2 separate regions of the Mus musculus genome follow, and region 2 is linked to region 1. The links are chromatin contacts, called in public promoter capture Hi-C maps. All regions are on one chromosome and are shown on one strand. The core of a region is the stretch at or near the end of the contact, and the rest is flanking DNA. Distances in the headings are between cores, read along the strand shown.

What was found. Promoter capture Hi-C pulls out the DNA fragments that hold promoters and counts their contacts.
Region 2: a contact with region 1 is called in a promoter capture Hi-C map of liver, with 3 times the contacts expected there. The contact joins the promoter of Hoxaas3 here to the enhancer-like site in region 1. A contact is called at or near these places in 2 of 39 promoter capture datasets (the C10 cell line and liver), 3 of 115 datasets of contacts at active chromatin or transcription factors (bone marrow-derived macrophages, embryonic hindbrain and stem cell-derived neural progenitor cells) and 2 of 9 other capture datasets (embryonic stem cells and macrophages).

What each region holds. Positions count from the first base shown.
Region 1 is chr6:51,297,088-51,304,241 of GRCm38.p6, reverse strand. All of the region lies in intron 1 of Gm32479 (a long non-coding RNA gene), which reads left to right. Among named protein-coding and RNA genes, the nearest start is that of Gm32479, 8.2 kb to the left of the region's middle. Within about 2 kb of position 1,796, at least 7 of the 459 cell types and tissues checked have an H3K27ac peak or open chromatin away from gene starts, as enhancers often do. A contact at or near this core is called in liver, where this site is marked.
Region 2 is chr6:52,196,389-52,203,128 of GRCm38.p6, reverse strand. Hoxaas3 (Hoxa cluster antisense RNA 3) reads right to left here and starts at 2,005. Exons shown (of 3, transcript NR_015611.2): 1 at 1,838-2,005. It overlaps Hoxa3 (homeobox A3), which reads left to right. Exons shown (of 5, transcript NM_010452.3): 2 at 2,191-2,292. Hoxa5 (homeobox A5) reads left to right here. Exons shown (of 2, transcript NM_010453.5): 2 at 298-1,375. The coding sequence ends at 548.

The DNA.
Region 1 (7,154 bases), core at 547-3,046:
TTCTATACACTTAGATCCAAGAAGGTACTGGAAAGCTTATAAATATATATTTTTGCACTTATAATAAAATTTACATATTATTTGTGGTTTGTGCATCAATAATAAATGAAAGTGAAATATATAACAGTTATTCATGAGGCAAGGTGGGTTTTGGTTGTAGTTGATGGATAAGGCCGATGTGTCTCTCCTCGTGTCTCCTTTAATTCCTAGCTGAGTTGGAGGATTGAATTGAGTTCCATACAGTGGGCTTTTGCTTCTAACATATTGTAGATCACTAAAATTTTCAAGCACATTTCTAATCCATAAAATACCAGCAAGAGGGTGTCAATACCCAAACCTCAACCATCTTGATAGTTACTGTGAAGAAAATGAGTTAAAATGTAGAAATAATTTCATAATTCTTGGAAATGTCTGTATAAACCCAAAGAAGACCCACTGTTGATGACTGATAGTCCTGATGACCTGTAGAAGGAAACTAGAGTATTCATTTCATATTTTGCTTTAGGGTAGATGCTTGTCAATGTGAGATTTGATACAAAATCTCTGGGTTCCCTGTAGACCAAGTGTGAAGACTCTTGGGAGTAAACTTGACCCAGGGTAGCCTCTGAACAGTATAAACCATTCAATTTCCAGCCTTCTCTGTGTTTAGAGGTTAGACTGATTCAGCCAAAAATGTGTCTATCTGTTGTGGCTCTCTGAAGTGGAAACTTAAGGGTTCTTTGGAAAGTCAGTTGGATAGTGTTTCGCTGGGGCAAACACATGAAGGAACATTTCGTTAAAGTGGACACTGGTATAGAAGGCTAAGGCAGACTTGTGAAGGAATGTTTCCCTGAAGGAGACACAGGAGAGAGGATGTTCTGCTAAAGCAAGCACGTGAAAGGACATATGATGAAAGATTCTTTGCTAACAAAATGGATGTATTGGTTCACCTTACATTACACAGTTGAGATGCACTTGTCAGGGCTCCATAGAGAGAAATGCACCAAAAAACGTTTTGGTGGTGTACGGCAGTTTCTTGCCACTTCTCTGGACTCGGGCTGAAAGACAGAGTGATGTCAATTGAGACAGACACATGCTGAGGCAAGCGCCATGGAGGATATGTGATGTTTGGAAGGTGTCTTAGTTAGGATTTTACTGCTCTGAACAGACATCTCTTATAAGGCAACTCTTATAAGGACAACTTTTAATTGCACTCACTTACAGGTTCAGAGAGGTTCAGTCCAGTATCATCAAAGCGGGAACATGGTGACATCCAGGCAGATATGGTGCAGGAGGAGCTGAGAGTTCTATATCTTCATCTGGAGGCTGCTAGCAGAATACTGACTTCCAGGCAGCTAGGATGAGGGTCTTAAAGCACACTCCCACAGTGACATACCTACTCCAACAAGGCCACATCTACTCCAATAGGAGTAGCACCTTCTAAAAGTGCATCCACAAACCATCACAGAGGATATAAATAGGACTTAATGGACAGTGACAGGGACTGAGCTAAGCTTGCTCATAGAGCTAGCTGTGCAATGCTTGTGGGTCTCGAGTCTTCATTGATCTTTGCTCTGCTGAGAGAGGCACATCTGAGAACTCTGGTTGACTTGAGCTAAGGCTGAGGCCTAGCTGTCATTGCTAGGTCATGCCAGCGCTGACGATTCATGTTTGCTATCCAAACTTTACCAAACTGGACTAGTGGGGTATCTGCTGCTGCTAACCTGCCTTCTTTTGGTGATGAACAGCAATGTGGGAGGTTTTGCTGCTAGCTCTTCAGCATGGTAGGGTAACTGCCGGTCAAAATGGTCTGTGATCTATTTCAAAATCACTGGGTGAGTTTAAAGTTCCCAAGAAGGACAATAAACGGTTGAAAAGTTGGAAGCAGCCACTGCTCTGATTTGATCGTTACACTTGTGGGTGTGTTGAATTACCATGATGTACATACCCTAAGACATGCAAATATTGCAATATCTCAATGAAGGGGTAAATAAAGAATCATCCGGATCCGTTAAGTAATGATGAGAGGAATGAAGGAGCAGACACATGGCTGCTCTGAGCATGGCCGTAGCAGGAGCTGGAAGGGGACTGGTGGGAACAGAAGGCCTTGGGCAAGAGTGGGGTCAGGTATCCAAGCCTCTGGAGAAGTCCAGGCAGCTGCTGTAAAGAGCTGGAGAGCAAGCGGTGACACTCAAAATTAGGGAGGGACTTGTAAATCACACAGATGGTATGGGTGCCGAGAGATAACCACACTGGTTATCTAGTGCATGGTTTCAGAAGGTAACTGAAGCTTTGGAAGACTGATCAGTCAAGAAAGTGCCAACCGTGTGACCATGAGATCCTGAATTTGGATCCCTAGCATCTAGGAAAAAACTGAAACATGGTAGCATGTGTCTGCAATCCCAGCAAAGGGGAGGCAGAGACAGGTGATCTCTGGAGTTGGACAGCCAACAGTGTAGCTGGCATGGTAGGCCCCAGGTTCGTTGAGAGACCGTGTCTCAAAAAGTAAGGTGGAAAGTAGTTGAGGAAGAAATCTACCTTGGGGTGGCCTTCTAAACGTGCTGTGTTTCCACTTCAGTATTTCTGTCATCAATGTAGGTGCCCATGCAGGGAGGGAGCAAATCTGCCCTGCTTCCCGTTTTCCCTAGAGGACAGCAACATTGCAGGGGACACTTGAGAGACTCCTGGGAAAGACCAAGCTTCTGTATTTAGTTTGCAGTAGTTGTTTGGTTGTTATTCCAATCAAGACATAATTCTTGCCATGTCCAGGGTCAAGGTGAAAAAGAAAAAGCAATACCTTCAGGAAAATAATGAAGGGAGAGAGAACTGTGTGGCTCCAGCCTGTCACCTTATGCTGAAAAGGAGGGACTGGACCAAAAGGGTCCCAGGCCTGGTGCTCTACCCCACACCTCTCCTGCTCTCTCCACCCTGCTTCCGGATCACAGACCTGGGACCAGCGCTGCACTGGCTGTTTCTTGTTCCCTCCCTGCTCATCTCTCTGCAGGCTTGAGCACCGAGCAGAGTTCTCAGTACTTCTGGCTTCCGACGTTGGCTGCTTATTCTGCTCAGACCTTGAGAGTGCAGATAAGAAAGCAGATGGTTGTGGGTCAAAGTCAGGGACACAGAAAACTTCACACTGGTGTACAGTCAAGAGTCAGAGAGTATTTCTGACATGACCACTTTAAACACTGGCTCTAAAGACTCAGCGGTCTGTGATTACCACACCAAGACCCCGTCTCTGTGAAGCTACAAAGCTGCTTGCAAAGACAATCACAGCCAAGTTTGACAGACCCCGGCAGTGGGTCAGATGGATGGGTCCTTCCTGCCGTTGACAGACATCTGGAGCTCTGAGCACGTGTTGCTACATCACTAAGCCACCTAATGACTGCCTGACCCAGGACTAATCCTGTGGTGGATAGTTTTGTGTCAACTTGACACAAATTAGTCATCTGAGAGGATGAAACCTCACTTAAGAAAATGCCTCCATAGGCTCGGGCTGTGGACAAGCCTGTGGGGGCTTTTTCTAGATTGGTGATTGATGGGGGAGAGCCTAGCTCATTGTGAGTGGTACCATCCCTGGGCTGATGGTCCTGGGTTCTATAAGAGAGTATGTTGAGTAAGCCAGAGGGAGCAAGCCAGTAAGCAGCACTCTTCTGGGACCTGGGATCTGCATTAGATCCTGCCTCCAGGTTCCTGCCCTGTTTGAGTTCCTGCCCTGACTTCCTTCAATGGTGAACGATGATCTGGAAGTCTAAGTCAAATAAATCCTTTCCTTCCCAACTTGCTTTGTGGCCATGGAGTTGCATTGCAGCATTAGAAACTCTAACTAAGACAAATCCTTCCTGGAGATTGGAAAGAAAAAGCAGAGTTCATAAACAAACAAACAAACAAACACCCTACCTCATCAGCGTCAGCCCCTGAGATTTTCGTGGGCACAGAACAGAGCCATTTTAGGCTAAATCATGTACTCACACAAAATGATAATAATATTGTTTTATTTCTGCTTTGTTGTTTCCAGAGGAATGTCTCAGTATTAACGAAGTAGAATAGCAAATATTATGCTTTCAACATTGATGTCAAAGATGAGCCAACACCTTGTCTACAGGACTAGAGACTACAGCTAAACTCAGCTTTAGGATGTCTCTATTTAATGCCGAAACATTTTAGCATAGATAAATATTATGGGTTTTTTAAATTGTTTTTTTTTTTTTAGACACGGTCTTACTATGTATACCTGGCTGTTGCTATATAGACCAAGTTGGCCTCAAATTCAGAAGCTTCTTGCCTCTGCCCCAAAGTACTGGGACTAAAGCTGCATTCAGTTTTCTTTAAGAAGCAGTTTCTCTTGACTTTCCACCCTCTGCTTCTTCCTCCTGCCCCTCCAGCTCATCTCCTCTTCCTCCTTGTTTTCTCCCTCTCCCCATCTTCTTTCTCCCCACTTCCTCCTGTCTCTGCCTGCCTCCCAACAGCTTATAGATATGAACACTGTGCCTAGTTTAGAGATCTGTTCTCTATGTCTCAAAATGGCTTTCATGACTCCAGGTAGTGATACCATTGGTGACATCAATGTCAGAAAAAAAGAATGCCTTTTAGTCTTATGCTCCCTTTAAAGAGAAAGGGGAACTCTTCCAGGATCTTGATGCCAATTATCCATTCTCATTGGTCAGATGGACATCTCTCTGTCTCTGTCTCTGTGTCTGTCTGTCTGTCTGTCTGTCTGTCTGTCTGTCTGTCTCTGTCTCTGTCTCTGTCTCTGTCTCTGTCTCTGTCTCTGTCTCTCTCTCTCTCTCTCTCTCTCTCTCTCACACACACACACACACACACACCTATCTAAACTTGCTGATGGAATGGGGTCCATGTTTGGATTAGATCTTTACTTTGTGGTCTATATATTATGTGTGATACATTACTTTCCAGCAACTATTAAAAAACAAAAAAAGATGGCACAGGTGAGATTAGTCTTACTAGGCTATTGTACTGACCCCAATATTTAAGTATACTATTTCAATTTATTGAATTCAAGTAACAGACTGCATCGCTGCTGCCTTTACCGTCCTTCTTTCCCATACTGTGCAATCCAGAGCTTATTTGTACTTGTAGTGCATCTCAGTTACAAATAGTCACATTCCAAGTGAGCAATAGCCATGCTGGGCTGGTAGCTTCTGCACTGGGTGGTACCTGTCAGCCCACAAAACAGACTGCCCTGTTATTTGGAGGTGTAGAGAAACTTTAATCCAGCAACATGGCTGCTCTGGCAAGGGATCACATCCAAACAGCTTCTAGGTCTGTGTGAAATACAGACATGCCTTTAACCTCAGGAGCCAGAGGCAAACAGATCTCTCTCCGAGTTCAAGGCCAGCCTGATACAGAGCAAGTTCCAGGTACAGAAAAGCTTAGGTCCAGTCATGGTGGTTCACACCTTTAAGCCCAGCACTCAGGAGTCAGTTCTGCTCAGTCGGCTGGGGGTCAGTGCAGTGCACGCAGTGGAGTGGAGTTGAGTTCATGAGGTTCAGTGCAGGTCAGTGGAGACAACTGACCAGAGAATAAGGAGGAGGCAGAAGATTAGAATAAATTGACAGAGTTAGTTTGAGGCCAAGCAGAGCAATTCATTGAGAATCCAGATTGAAGCAGTCATGTTGGAGTGGGATTTGAGCCTGAGCAGCTGACTTGAACCAGCCAGCCAGAGTTCAGAAAGAACCAGAGCGATTGAACTTATTCAAGAGTCAACCTCTGAGACGATAATTACGTCAGGGGAATAAAAGTTACTTTTACATGAAGGGACCTAGCCTCCATCTTCAGAGGACAGTAGACAAAAATCAAGGTTCTGCCAGCCAAGGAAAAGGACAATGGCTGGTTCATGGGTTCTTGACTTTCTTTCAGTTTGTCTCTTCCTGTGATAGAGGAAAGGTACTGTCCATGTGGTTAGCAAGAGAATCATGAGTGAGCCCATATCCCTTCTCTCCTCTTCTGTAGCATTGCGATTCTGCCAGTATCTTTATACTGCTTCCAAGACCATGGCTTGAACTGTCTGTCAAAATCCCAACCACATCTCGTTATATCATTGGTTTCTGGAATGTTCTTCAATAGTTCCCAGAGTGTTGGGTATATGGTCCAGATCTTGCAGTTCAGTGTATGGTAGCAGTCTCTGCTTCATTTCCTATATGCTTGGCTCTGGGTATGGAGAGCCATGTTCAGGTCTCAGAATGCTTTCTGATGTCTCCCTCCTTCTCACAAATCTTTCCTTCCTCTCTCTTTCCTGAAATCTTATTCTTGGGAGGGTTTTTGCCTTCTTCCACCAAGGTTGGATTAAATGTGTCTCCTCTAAGCACTCTGCCTCACATCCTCCTCTGATCTAGTGCTCTTCTGTGTGGACTCCCTTGTGTTGACTCTGCCATGCTTCTGGATGGTGAGACCTTGAGAGGTGTAAAACCCCACAACATGTGTGCATGACATACAAGAAGCACTTAGCACTGTACTTGCAGAGTAAAGGCTCCAACTCAATTCAGAGTCTAATGAATGGGTGTATGGATGAACTCTCTCCTCCTTACAGGCCTTTTTGTTGTTGGAAAGCAGCCTTTGCCTAGTTTTCTATGGCAGCCATGACAAAGAACCACCACCAAGATGGCTTCACAAACAGTTCTGCAGGCAAGAAGTCCAACATCAAGAGGTGGCAGGGCTGTCTGAGTACTCCAAGGAGGTTCCACCACAATCTACCCTGCTGTGGCTGGCAGTTCAGGTCGCCCCTAGTTTGTCAATGGTCCTTCCTGGGTCTTCTCACCTTCCCTCTGCATGTGTGCATGTGTCTGGTCTGTGCTTAAGGTTCCTCTTCCTTCACTGGACAAATTAAGCTGGGGCTCTCTCTCCCTCCAGGCTGTGGGTTCACTTGATCCTTTATAGTTGGATGGCTGTTTTCAAATAAAGAACACCACACAGGTATTGCATATGAGTTAATATTTTGCCACCTTTTGGCATGAGCACAATTCGGTGCACAGCAGACCTGAGAGCAGGTGTGTCTGTCTTCTATTGATGTGTAGAAGGCTGTCATAGCCTGAGTATCCTTAAGATTCTTGGTCACACCACAGCTTCCCTGGACCATCTGTGGCTCTGTGAGTCTCCTGCATAGCCTCTCCAGGCTACAGTCAGTGCTGGTCTAAAGGTGTTCTCATTGAAAAGGT
Region 2 (6,740 bases), core at 756-3,255, 900 kb before region 1:
ACTGGGAGGGCAGTGCCCCCACTTAGGACAACTCGTAAAGGGCTAAAGAGCAGACTAGGGGGCGAGGGAAAGCCAAGCTGTCTTTAAACCCAGAGTTCCTGCCTCAGGTGGGTCGGTTGTTCCCAGAGTCCAAATCCGGTTGTTTTTCTCGCCAGAAAGGAAGGGAGAAGGAAATTTGGGGAGGGTGGGTGAGGAAGGAGAACTTGTTGAGCCTTCTCCGCAGCTCAGGACCCTGGCTGAGTTTTGGAACCAGGTGCTGAGGAGTTGGTGGCTAAACCGCTGACTTTTTTGTTACAGACAATATAGGTGGCCCAGAAGGCAAAAGGGCCCGGACGGCCTACACTCGCTACCAGACCCTGGAGCTGGAGAAAGAATTCCACTTCAACCGCTACCTGACCCGCCGAAGAAGGATCGAAATAGCTCATGCCCTTTGCCTCTCCGAGAGACAAATTAAAATCTGGTTCCAAAACAGGAGGATGAAGTGGAAAAAAGATAATAAGCTGAAAAGCATGAGTATGGCCGCGGCAGGGGGGGCTTTCCGCCCCTGAGCATCTGAGCGGCCAAAGTACTGAGCAGTAGTAGCCGGGCAGCTCTCTGTAGTGTCAGTACTAAGGTGACTTTCTGAAACTCCCCTTGTGTTCCTTCTGTGAAGAAGCCCTGTTCTCGTTGCCCTAATTCATCTTTTAATCATGAGCCTGTTTATTGCCATTATAGCGCCTGTATAAGTAGATCTGCTTCTGTTCATCTCTTTGTCCTGAATGGCTTTGTCTTGAAAAAAAAATAGATGTTTTAACTTATTTATATGAAGCAAGCTGTGTTACTTGAAGTAACTAAAACAAAAAAAAAAAAAAAAGAAAAGAGAAAAAAAAACTACACACACAAAAAGCCCCCCCACCTCGTTTAGTGCCAATGTTGTGTGTTGCACTTGAGTTCTTTAATGTGCATGTACGTGGAAGTGTTCCTGTCTCAATAGCTCCAAGCTGTTAAAGATATTTTTATTCAAACTACCTATATTCCTTGTGTAATTAATGCTGTTGTAGAGGTGACTTGATAAGACACAAATTAACTTGTTCAACGTGTAGTGGCTAGTGGCTCTGTGACGAAAACTGTGACTCCAAGCGGTGTGTCCCTGCGTGCCTTTGTAGGACCCTTTGCACGAACTCTGGAAGTGGCTCTTATAAGCGCAGCTTCAGTGATGTATGTTTTTGTGAAAAAGTTACAAATATTGTCCAAGTCTGGCTGTTTAAGCAAACTGTGATCAGCTTTTTTTTTTTTTTGTATTTGTTTTTAAGGAAAAAAAACACTGACTGGAAACAAAACAAAATAAACTTTCTATTGTAAGTTCTCTTGGTCTGATTTATGCCAAATAGCAAGCTGCTCTTTCTGCTTTTCTGTCTGTCCAATAGTACTGTAGGCTGCTGAGTCTGCGGCTACCTGGGCAGCCTGCCTGTTCATTGTGGCTTCACACCAACACCTTGACTCATAGCTTTCCTCACTCAGAACCATCAGAAACCTCAGGCCAGAAGAACATAGTGGGAAAAGCTGTAGGAGGTTCCAAAGCTTGAGTCCACCTTGTCCATCTCTGAGGAAACCAAGTTAACTTTGTACCAAAAAGGAGAGGAAGAGAAAGAGAGAGAAGCCAGGGCTTTGTTAGCCACACTCCGGCCCACATAGATCCAAGGCTATTGTAGGCCTTGTTGAAGAGGCTTCTCTGCCAGGCTGTAGACCCCAAACCCTCTGCCCACTAACCAACCCCAGCACTCAGTTCCCTCTACCCTTACTGAACCACTTGGCTTCTTTTGCTACAATTAATTTGCTACAAATGGAAAGTACTTACCCCATCCTAGCTCCACTGGGAAACTCCTCAGAGCAGCTAAAGCCCAACTAGAGATTTGCACATTTACTGGCTGCTTACACGGATGCCGTCTTTCCTTTTAAAAGTTATAAAACAGTAAACTTTATAAGCCCCAGTTCCGGCTATATGACATTTGGGTGCCAAATGAATAGGGTTTTGTCTATGAATTAGATCGTAAAATCATCCATAGCACAGACAGATCGCCTCACTGGCTATAAAACGTCACGTGGGGCCATTAAAGTAAGTTTTATGGTTTTGGGGAGTTGACATCCAACATTATATACCACATAACATATAATCTCACTAACGCTGGACTCCATTTGACTCTTTTGCAGGCTACGTGTGCTGCCTGGTCATTCAAAGTGTCAATTTTAGGTCCAGAAGTGTCCAAACCACAAGTTCTCAAAACTCTGAAAAATGGCTCCCTCCATGTTAAGGTAAGCTCGCCTCTTGAGTTTATTTTCACTCTTAAAAAGTTTCTTGTCCTCTCTTTCTGTCTGGCTCAGTATTCAAAATGGGAGAACAAACTTTTCCCTCTGCCTGCCTAAATTAGCAAAGCCAGAGCCAGCCTTGTGGAGGCTGCGCGGTGAAGAATGCCTGTGGCCGGCCGAGAACGGCTTCCCCAGGCCTAACTTTAATTGCTGCACAATCGTGATGTTAATGACTTCCGCTGCTCCCGCCGGCGTGCAAAAAGATGATTGTGTGTGTGTGTGTGTGTGTGTGTGTGTGTGTGTGTGCGCGCGCGCGCGCGTGTGTGAAAATGGGTCTGTCTGTGAAAACTTGGCAGCCCCGGGCCTTCTTTCTAAGGTTGGTCAGGCCCAGGCTCTTTGGGGGTCGTGGAGCTCTGGGAGTTGAAGGGACGCAGGCCACTGGAGGAGAGGGGTAAACTGAACTCGAGAGTTTGAAAGAAAGGCCCGGAAAGGACCGAGGCCGACACTGGCGGGATTCCTTGTGGGGCTGAGGCAATATGTCTTCGCAGGGCCAGGGTCATTTGGCAAGACTGAATTGAGGCGGGCAGCCTTTGGGCCTGAGTTTCAGACCGACTGGAGAGAGTGGAAACTGACTGGGGCCTTGGCTGTGTAGCAGGAGCAGGCTGCACCCACAGGATGTTGGGGACAGTGGGTCCCCACCTAGGAGGTACTCTGCTGTCCCCGCACCGGGCTAGGCCCAACCCTGTTAGTTCTTTTCATTTGACTGGTAGTGTTCTCACCAGCCTGTGAGTCTGAAGCAATAAACTTTATGGCCGGATTTAACTTTAGTCTTTGAATCCTCAGGGTAATTGAAAGGGGTTAAAGCGCTTTCTTTTCTTCCGCCTTGCCTGTCTCTGCCTCCCTTCTTTCCTTTCCCATCCCGGTCTTTGTAGGAATAAGACATCTATGCACAGGACCCTCAAAAGGCAGCTTAAGGGCTTCCCTAGATAACACTAAAGATAGAGAAATGTAACCCTCTCCAACTGCAGACAAATTCTCTCTTCTAAAACTGTGCCTAAAGTTTTAAGGGAAATTGAGGTGTCTTCAAATGCCCAACTTAAAAGTCCCCAGAGCCATTAGGTTGTTTTTCTTGACACATCATAAAGGGTACTTTAGGAAGAAATTACCCCTTTGTCAGTAGGAGATTTCCTCTTCTCTTTTGTTATTTGTTCTTTCTGTTTGATCCCAGGAAATTTACATAATCTATGTTTTCCAAAACAGTCTCCAAGATTGTACCAATGAGTGAAGTTAGGTAAAATATAAATTTCCTGGGTACAATTCCATCGGGGCCCCAGCCTCCCATGTGCTTAAGCCAAGCTTAAGTGGGAACTTTCTGGCCTGTCCTGGTGTCTTCTCAGGGTAGGTACCCACCAGAGACCTAATAAACTCCACCCAGTCCTGTCTGAGGAGCTAAGCCAAAATGTCCAACTGTGGTTAGAAAAACAAAATTAAGGACTCTTCTTTTTTTCTGGAGCTAGGTACTTTTCTTCAAGTACTACTAGTTGGTAAAGGTTTTTACCAAGTGCTTAAAGAGAAATGTTTTGAAGTGTTGATTTGAAATACCAAGTATTAATATGCAGAAGTCTCCTTCATTCAACATAAATCTACAGAAGTCCCAGATTCAGAGATCCAAAGAAAACAAAAACCTAGGACTTAAAAAAAAATCAAAGCTCTCTCACAAATCCCACTTTCCCTGACTAGTGGCAAGCTGATGAATGCATGGGGTTACTTTTGGGTGAAGTGAATATTGGTATTTGAGTATTCAGGAAGATGTGTCCACTTCCTTAGAAGGAACTAGGATAAAGCATTTACAGGGGTAGGTTCTTGTGATCTGCTGTGGCTAAGAATGATGGAGCCTTTGTTTTGCTGCTCCGAGTTTGGGTAGACAGTGTTGAGCTGTGGTTCTGTTTTGGTTCTGTGTCTGGTGATTTTGCTTGTATAATTTCTGGGTGGTTGAAATAAAGAGCAAAAGAAAGAAAACCCAAACAAACCAAAAGGAACAAGAGTCATAGAAATGCTGGCAGGTTCATGGTGTACCTAGGAAAAAGAGCATCTGCAGCATCCATTGGCCACACCCTGGGATGTGGGGATGGGTAAAAGGCCTGATGTTATCATATCCAACCAAATACATTCCTAGGGCTCTTTGGCACAAATTAAAAAAAAAAAAGACTATGAGTATTGTCAGCTTGCTTACTTCTGTCTCTTTTAATCTTCACAAGGATTAAGTAGAATTTAAGAGGGCAGGTCAACCCACGTGGAGTTAAGTGACTTTTAAGAAATACAGCATCCAGTCCCAACTGTGTGACTGTTATTGGAGGAAATGTTTTCTTTCTTACTATTTTCATGGGAAGCATACTTAAGAAGGTAGTTGGATATCTGTTCATTTTGTGGATTCTTTTGGGTCTTTTTTCTTAAAAGAGGAACTTAGAGAGGGAAAAAAAAACCCTCTCCCACTGAGGGCTTTATGAAGACATTCAGCTTCAGCTGGTGGCAGAAATCTGTGTGCTCTCTTGTAAAAGGAGAAGGTGGCAGAAGTGCGCAGGGCCTTGTTTGTTTCTACAAGCCAAAAAGAATATATCCCCTCAACTATCAGAGGAAGCTTCTGGTCACACTTAGGGGTTTGTTAGGGTTTCCCTGGTCTAATTTCACAACATTATACCAAGATCCTTTTTTCTCCTGTGATTTTCATTTGGTTCTGAAGAGGGAGAGAGAGAAAGAGAGAGAGAGAGAGAGAGAGAGAGAGAGAGAGAGAGAGAGTTTTCTAGCAGAAACAGTTGTGTTCATTTGGATAATGTTACATCCAAACAAGTACACTACAGAAGACTGGAGTTAGAGATGAAGACAACTCTCTCAGCTTCCAAGAGGCCCTTAGCATCTCCCCTTCTCTGGCTGGGGTCTACCCATGGCTTGCTCGCCCTAAAAAAAGCAGAGACTCTTAAGCTGCAGCCCCTTGGCTTCTAAGGGGGGAATTTTCTTCTAGTTAGTGACATCAGTATAAACAGGATGCCAAGGCAGGAGTGCCGGGTTCAGCCCAGGCTGAACCAAACTGGGGAGGGAGCCCACCGTCCTAGGCTCCAGAACTGAAAGAGAAGCCCAGATTTGTTTTGTTCGGTGTTTTCTGAAAAAAAGAATTTTGTCTTTCTCTGTCAGATCCCTTTCTCACAAACATAATATTTGTTATGAAGGTTACTGGGTAATTATTGCGATTTTGTGAAGCAGCCTTTGCTGGAGGTGAAGTCTGTCATCGCCTAACAAATGGCGTCCACGCAGTTCACTGCCGGGTTAAGTAAATTCAGAGAAGATAAATCTGCACACCCTAGGAATCGCCAGCAGAGCTCGCTTTAGTACAAGTTCACAGTCAACTGGCCTGCCTGGGCCAAGTCTCCCAACAATCAAGGCTGCGCCTTTATTTTTAAATAAAACAAAATCCACCCCATCCGCTCTGCCCGATTCCTCTCCTCCCCTTCTTTTCTTACACTTTTGTTTTCAAAAGATTCTCCAGTTCTCCCCTAAATTGTCCTTGTTAGTGGAGTCGCAGGTGAATTCAAATGGATCTAGCTCCTAACTTTTGACTTAAAAAAGAAGCAGGAGGCTGGTTTGACAGGGAACATGGTCACAAATACACACAAAAAATATACACTCCATCCTCTATTCCATCAGGCGGTGGTGAGAGAACTGCCTAAGATCCAGAGCGCCCCTTCCCCCTGAAGCTCAGTGCTGTGTATCTTTGTGGTTAGCACGTTACAACTGCAGGTCAAAAAGTTGAGGGTCAAAAGTTTACATTGTGCAGCACTCTTAGTCATCTGCCCAGACAGAGTTTGATGTCAATTTCGAGCTGCGATCTTGACTATCACCACAAAAGATAAAATGGCTCGGAGTGACGCGTGTATCACGGTGTGGACTCCAGGTGAACCCTGGTGGTTGAATGACCTCAATTACAGAGGAAAGGATAGAAAATTCCTCTTTTCAGGAGTAATACATGCTGTATTTCATATTGAATGATCCCTTCCATTCTGAGGGAATAGCAGCAGGTAAATAGGCATAGATTATCAAAACACCAAAACCTTAAACGCCAAAGAACCAAGAATGGTTTGTGGGTTTGTCATCAAATAGATATGCTTAGAATTCATCAGAGGACCATTAAAACCCAAGTATCAAGTTTCTAATGTTTCATTATGCCCCCTTTATATGACAAAAAGGAGAGTGATTCTGATTGGCCAGGGTGCTTGGGTTTTATGTTGTAATACATATAATAATCTCCAAAGTGTGGGAGGAAAGGGCAGATATCTTACAAAGTGTATTCTTGGCAATTTTCAGGCATAGACTCTGATCCTGCTCCCTAACTGCAATTCACCAAATGCCAAGATTGTCAGAGCAGAGAAGTGGAAGCCCTAAGGACAGGGATAGGATTCCTA